Linked DNA regions of Sus scrofa: region 1 is linked to region 2. The links are chromatin contacts, called in public HiChIP or PLAC-seq maps. All regions are on one chromosome and are shown on one strand. Each heading gives the region's core, a stretch centred on a gene start, on an enhancer-like site or on the middle of the called end of the contact. The rest is flanking DNA. Distances are from core to core; before and after follow the strand shown.

What was found. HiChIP or PLAC-seq counts read pairs in DNA pulled down with a chosen protein or histone mark.
Region 1: a contact with region 2 is called in an H3K27ac HiChIP or PLAC-seq map of alveolar macrophages. The contact joins the promoter of TTC7B here to the promoter of NRDE2 in region 2. A contact is called at or near these places in 2 of 2 datasets of contacts at active chromatin or transcription factors (alveolar macrophages and skeletal muscle).

The regions. Positions count from the first base shown.
Region 1 is chr7:112,517,690-112,521,141 of Sscrofa11.1, forward strand. It overlaps TTC7B (tetratricopeptide repeat protein 7B), which reads right to left and starts at 1,434. Exons shown (of 20, transcript XM_021099609.1): 1 at 1,214-1,434. The coding sequence starts at 1,334.
Region 2 is chr7:112,089,098-112,092,387 of Sscrofa11.1, forward strand. NRDE2 (protein NRDE2 homolog) reads right to left here and starts at 1,535. Exons shown (of 14, transcript XM_021099603.1): 1 at 1,338-1,535. The coding sequence starts at 1,401.

The sequences.
Region 1 (3,452 bases), core at 184-2,683, 430 kb after region 2:
AGTTCTTATGTTAAGGCACTAGTACCATAAAAGGCACAAATACCAACCAATTGGGAAGAGGACACACAACAGCCCTTTCCATTTCTGGGCGGTCTGAGGTGAGAAGGTTGGAAATCATGCAGTTGTCCTTTCTTAGAACAGTGTCATTCATTCATTCATTCTTTCTTTCATTCATTCATTTGCTCGGCCAACATGTGCTCACCCAGCCTCAGGAAGCCAGAAATGAAAGAGGACAAAACCTCTGCCCTCTCACCAGTCCATTGCTGCCTGTGGTTTTGGCGGGCATGAAAAAACAAGCAAATATTAAGGATACTTGCTTCCAAAACAAATAAGACCACGTGGAGCTGCGCTCTGAAATGGCATTTGGGATGCAATTTTTCAACAGAGTCAACAAGGTCATAAACTGACTCCAGGCACCAGTTTCTCTTACTCAGGGGCTGGCTCAGACCCCCTCTTCCTCTAGGCCCCAAGCCCCTCACACACCCAATCCCATTTCCCCACATTCTCCAACCACACTCCTACCTCTCTCCACAATATTCTCCCTCCGGACTCCCCGAACTCTATCGCCCCCATACGCTCAAACCTGACCTCCCTAGATCCACAGCTCTGATATCCTACTCTCTGAACCCCAGGACACACAGCTCAACTGCCTTCCACCCCCCCCCCAACACACACACACACCCCAGGTCTGGGCGGCCACCTGGAGCCCCGGGAATGCCATATGTTTACGAAGCATGTTTCCCAGGTGTCTCTACTCAACACCTCTCAACGCAGGACCCCCATAAATACATCGTGACTCCCGAATACACCATACACACACCCTGGATCCCCATACATCCACACCCATGTCCTGAGGGCGCACCTCGCCTCCAACTTCTTAGAGCCCCGAGGCCGGCCCCTGACCCCTTGGGATCCTGGTGCAGCAGCCGACTCCTTGAGACCCCCGACCCCCTCACTCCGGAGAAGCCCGCCCTGCGCGCCGGAACTCTGGGACGCCAGGCACCCGCCGGCGGCCGCAGGACGCCGCCACCGCGTGACTCCCGGGGTCCCGGGGTCCCGAGGCCCTGGCCCCGCGCACACCCCCGGGCGCAGCGCCATCGCACCCCGGCCGCGCCCCTGCCCGCTCCCCGCGGCGCCTCAGGGGCACCCGGCCCGGCGATCCGCGGAGGCCGCGGCGCCCACCAAAGCCCAGGCCCGCGCGCCCGGCGCGTACCGTTGGCGATGAGCTTGGCCGACAGCTGCTTGACGAGCTCGGGGATCCGCTCCCACTGGCACTCGGAGCGGCAGCGCTCGATCTCCGTCTCCAGCCGCGAGCCCGCCTTCCTGGTCGCCATCGCGGCCTGGCCGGGCCCGGCCCGCCCGCCCGCAGGCCCCGCAGGCCCCGCCGCCGCCGCCGCCCGGGCGCCCCCGTCGCCGCCTCCCGCTGCCGCCGCGGGCTCGGGCTCCGGCTCCCGGCTCCGCGGCGTAACGGGAGCGCCGGCTGGGGAAGGGGCGGGGAGGCGGGCGGCGGCGGCGGGCGCGGCGGGGCCCCGGGCGCCGCAAGGAGCGGCCCCTGCCGGCCAGGGCTGGAGCCACAGCGCGGGCCGGGGTCGCGACCCAGGCGGGGGCCGGGGCCGGGGCCGGGGCCGGGGGCGGGAGGCGGGAGGCGGGGGGAGGCGCGAGGAAGGGCGCAGTGCAGCAGAGGCTGGGACCAGACGGAGACCCAGGTGCCCGACCTGGAGGCGGGCTAGGGCTGGGGTCCAGATCGAGGTGGAAGGGGTGAGGGCGGGAGGTGAGGAGGGGGAGGCGGTAGGGAACGGGCAGGATGGGGGAGGGAGACCTCGGAGAGAGGGAGAGAGGGAGGGACTGGGCGCCCCACAGACCCTCAGGAATAGGACCTAGAAATGACAGTGACCCCAGGGAAGGTCACGGGCCAGGCAGGGCTAGTGGGCCTGAGGTATGAGGCGGGTGTGACCAGGACGCCTGCCTGAGCTTGTCCTGCCATCTCAGGTTTCAAGGTGCTCCCTCTGGGCCTGGCTTGGCCTGTGCCCTTTAGCAGGCGCCTCTGCCCCAGGCAGCCTTCCCACCACCCAGCCCGAGGTGGGTGGAGACTCATCCTCAGCAGGCACCTGCCCAGGGTTCCACAAAAGTCTGTTGAGTTGAGGTGGATGGAGCCAGGCAAAAACTGCCAGCTCAGGGGCCAGCCCCCTTGCCCTCTGAGGAGGATGCAGAGTCACCAGAGGGGTTTCCTCGTCTTGGCCCTGCAGACTGAGAGCCGAGGACAGGTGTCCAAACTGTGCCTTCTTTCAGTTATCCCTGAACTACATAGGGACCACCTACTATGTGCTAGACCCTGTTTGAGGTGCTGGGGATATAGCAGAAAACTAACAAAATACCTGCCTTTGTTCCATTCCAAGCAGAGAAATAAATGAGCAAAATGAGGTCATAAATTAGAAGGTTAAAATGGCTGTTTGAAGAAACACAGCAGGGTGGGTCCAATGAGGCAAATAAAGAGTTGAAGGAGTGGAGGGTTTGCAGTTTTGAATGGGGTGGCAGCGGATGGCCTCAATGAAGTGGCATTGGACTTGAAGAAGAGGAGAGAGCCCCGGGGAAAGAGCATTCTGGGCACAGGTAACAGCAGGTGCAAAGACCCTGGGAGCATATTTAATGAGCTGGGGGAATGATGGAGGCCTGAGAGGCTGGAGTGGAGGGAGGCAGGAAGGCGGAGAGGGAGAGCACCGGGAGGGGCATGGGAGTTGCAGTCCGTGTTGGGCCTGTGGGCCAATAGGGAGACTGACTTTTCCTCTGGCGAAATGGGACATCATCCATGCGGGACTGTTAACAGAAGAACGTCATGAGATAACCTACATTTTAGGGATATCCCCGCGGCTGCCATGTTGAGAACACTGCCAGTAGTTCAGGAGAGAGATGGCAGTGGCGCGGGACCAGGGTGACAGCTGTGGCGGTGGTGAGAGTGTTGGATTCTGGATACTGCATTTGAGGATGGAGCTGACAGGCTATGAGGAAGCATTAAGTCATAATCGACTTCATCCCTTCCAGCGGTGTCTTACCTGAGCTTTCCAAGGGTTCTCACCACCAGGTTTGTCTCAGCAGCCCTGAGGTTGTTCTTGGGAAGAAAAGACATGGACCCTAATTAACAGGTGATAAAGCAGAAACTCAGACATTAAGAGATGCCAGGAGGGATGATCAGGAAAGCGGGAGATGCCTTCCGACGTGGCAGGCATAACCTCAGCTGATGAAGCCTGGCCTGATGGGCCTCAGATGCTATGGACAGTCCAAGGAAGGGGAAACAGAGTGTCAACATTTCAACAGAGGTCACTTTGGAGCCCTGGCCCCTTCAGTTCCACCACGAGGAAAAAGGAAGGGAGGGAGAAGAGTCTAGACAAGAGGTGTTTCCCTCCCCTGGCACCCTCGTATTCTCCTCTAAGCTCTAGCATGGAGATCTGTTTCTC
Region 2 (3,290 bases), core at 285-2,784:
GATAAATGACAAGAGCAACACTCCCCTTTACACCTGGCATTTTGTGCTCCCAAAACAAAAGGATTAATCCTTGGCCTGTTATTCAAGTCAGTATCATTCCTTATCACCAGTTCCAACCATATTTCCCAAGGCTCCTCTTTACAAATCTCAATTTCCAAACTGAACAATCTGCCATTCTTTGCACAGGTCTCATGCTTTCTTTCCTGCCTGCCTTTGAAGGCCCTGGGATGCCCTTCCACTATCCCTATTTGTCCAAATTCTACTGTCCTGAAGACTCATCCCCAAAGTCAGCTCCTCTAAAGCCTTCTTTGAACTTCCCAACAGAAATCACTATCCCTGTAGTTCACCTGTGTCATCTACAACATTCCATCTTGTATGTACATCTTGCATATACTTTTTTTTAAGTACCTACTATTGGTCTGTCTGTTCAGCAAATATTTAATGAACACCTACTCTATGTTGGGCCTGTGCTAGGGGCTAAGTATGCTGCACCGAACAGACAAACACTGAGTAAAGTGACCAAAATTACACTAATTACATAAGAAATTACTCACAATTATGAGAAATGTTTCCCCCAAAAAACAACTGTAGGAACCATGAGGATACAGTAGAGGTGCCAGGCACAGACTCTGCCCCAGAAGTGAATGATTTAGGATTAATTACTTTAAATTACTACTATGTGCCACAACCTCTAACAATGCAGACCTCCTGGGAACATTCAAGGCTTAAATGAAATAGACAATGTCATCACCTGGCAGTAAATAAGTATTAGTTTATTCCTAGCAGCTATGCCCACCTGGAGAGAAAGGGATTAGGGTTGGAATGCAATTGTTCAGAACAGAAAGTTTTAGGAAGTTGGGATTCTGATTCCACTCAAGTTCATACTAACACTTCCTGACTGGGTCAGGTTCCCCAACTCTCAGTCGGCCAAAAACTACGAATCCAACTAGCAATTCAGAACTAAGTAAAACAGAGAAGCAAGCAAGCTGTAATAAGGACATCCAGCGTTTGCATCAGGAGTCTCCTCGAGATGTGGAGTACCACTGTTTCCCTTTTACGTGAAATCACTGAGGCTCTGCGAGAGAAAGGGTTCAACAATATGACTACATGGAAGCCCCAGCTCCCGGAGCTCTCGGGGCCGGTCTTTCTCCCGAGCTCTACAACCTTGCCCAGAAGCCGGACCGGAGCAGCTGCTCTTCCCAGAAGGCCTTGCAAAGCCGCAGAGAACTGTGGGATATAAATGGATAAACAAATCCAAGGCAAGGGCCAAGACCCTGGCCCGAGAAACTCCGTCCTAAGCCCGCCGAGGGCCTTCTTTATCCCTCTTGTGTGCTTACCTTTCCTGGAGCTCCCGCTACTGGGAGCCTCACTAACGCCGGCGAAGGCGGGGAACAGCGCCATGACCGCAGGCCGCACGCAGGGCCTCTTCACGCCACAGAAATGGCGCCAGGCAAAGGATGCCGGTAGTAAGGCCTTTGCCGTCGCAATGCACTCTGGGAAGTGTGGTTTTCTTGTGCTTCCTCCGGATTGAGCCAGACCGCTGGGGCGGGGCGGGGCAGAAAGGGAGGGGAAAAGGGCGGGGCGTAGTGAGAGAGAGGCACCTCTTCCCTGTAATTAGTACCCGCAGGATTCTGTGAGAAAATGATGTGATTGGAGATGCAATTGTTCAGAGCAGAGAGTGTTAGGAAGTTGGGACTCTGATTACCCCTGGAGTTCACAATGTCACTTCCTGACTGGGTCAAATTAATCAAATTCCCTAAGCTTTAGTTTTGATGGAATAAAAACTCATATTTTTAGGAAAAATAAGAAAAATGTAAACAAAATTTTTTGCGAATTTGCACCTCCTCCCTCCCCTCTAGTATGCCATTGTGCACCTGCATTACACATTCACCAGACCTCCCCAATGGCAGAAATACCTGCTCAACTCTAAAGATCCATTTTTCTTTTTCTGGCGCCAGCCTCCTAATTCCTTAGAAGATAACATTCCTTTCTCAATCCTGTAAGAGGTAACCAGTGACCCATCACTCACCTTGTATGTGCAGCATCTTTGGTGAACTTTTGTACAATCCCAATCTATCATTTCCCTGAAAGACAGTGATGAGTGCAGAGCAGACTGGTCAAATGACCTGGGGAGAATACTGGGCCACACTTTATGGAAGTTCTTGGCTTAAATATCTGCTTATGACCTTATTAATATTACTAGCTATATTACATGCATTCCTTATTAATGTTACTAGCTATATTACATCTAGCTATATTACATGCATTAATGTTGCTAGCTATATCACTTGCATTCCGCCTGTTTTACAAGATTGTTTCTTGCATTACCAATGTGTGACGGAGCCTCAGATAAAATTAACGATGATTATGCAACTAAGCAGGACCCTATAGGGCTTCCCAGAATAGAGCCCCACCTACATTCTCCACCTGCCTATTGTTTGTAGAAAGACTTTAATCAAAGAATAAAGCTAATCAGAGAAGTGAGAAAATGCAAAAAGAAAGGAAAAGAGTCAAGCAGGACAAAATAATTATACTTTAGCCATTAAAAAAAGTCTAGAACCTTTAGTTCTCCCTCAAGGACTATAGATGATATTCTGAGCCATGTTTTTTGAGCTGTTTTGCAGAAACTGAACCCCCATCCAGGTGGAAGAAGTTAACTATAAGCTGCCCACATGCACGTAGACCTCAGACCAGTTGGAACCAGAAGGTTGATGATGCTGACTCCCAATTACCTCGTAAGCTGATCACATCCTTCTACTTGAACCATTACTATAAGACTCCTCATTACTCTCCTCCAGACTGGAGCATAGTTTTCAGGACACTAGCCTGCTATGGCCTGGTTTGCCTGGCAAAGCAATAAAGCCATTCTTTTCTACCTAACCCCAAACTCTGTCTCCATGATTCAATTCAGTGCTGATATACAGAGCCTGGGTTTCAGCAACAATTAGATGACTTGAAGCAATTGATCAAACACACAGTTCTGTAAGATCGATGATGGTAATAGAATTACTCCGACATAGGAAGAAACAAGAGGGAAGCATTTCCTGGACTACAGCAGACTAGAAGACAGGTGGTCCAGAGGCTTTTTGTTACTGTTAAAATGGCCTAGTCTACTGAGACAGCACATCTAGTGGCCTATCAAAGAAATCCTTGCCTGACCTGGGAATGAGTATTCCTAGCACCTTGGGACAACTAGGTCATGAAATGCCTCCCAAGCCTCGGTCAAAATTAAGGCAAAAAGGGAAGGGATTATAAAATAAAGAATATTGGAGTTCAGGCCATGGTGCAAC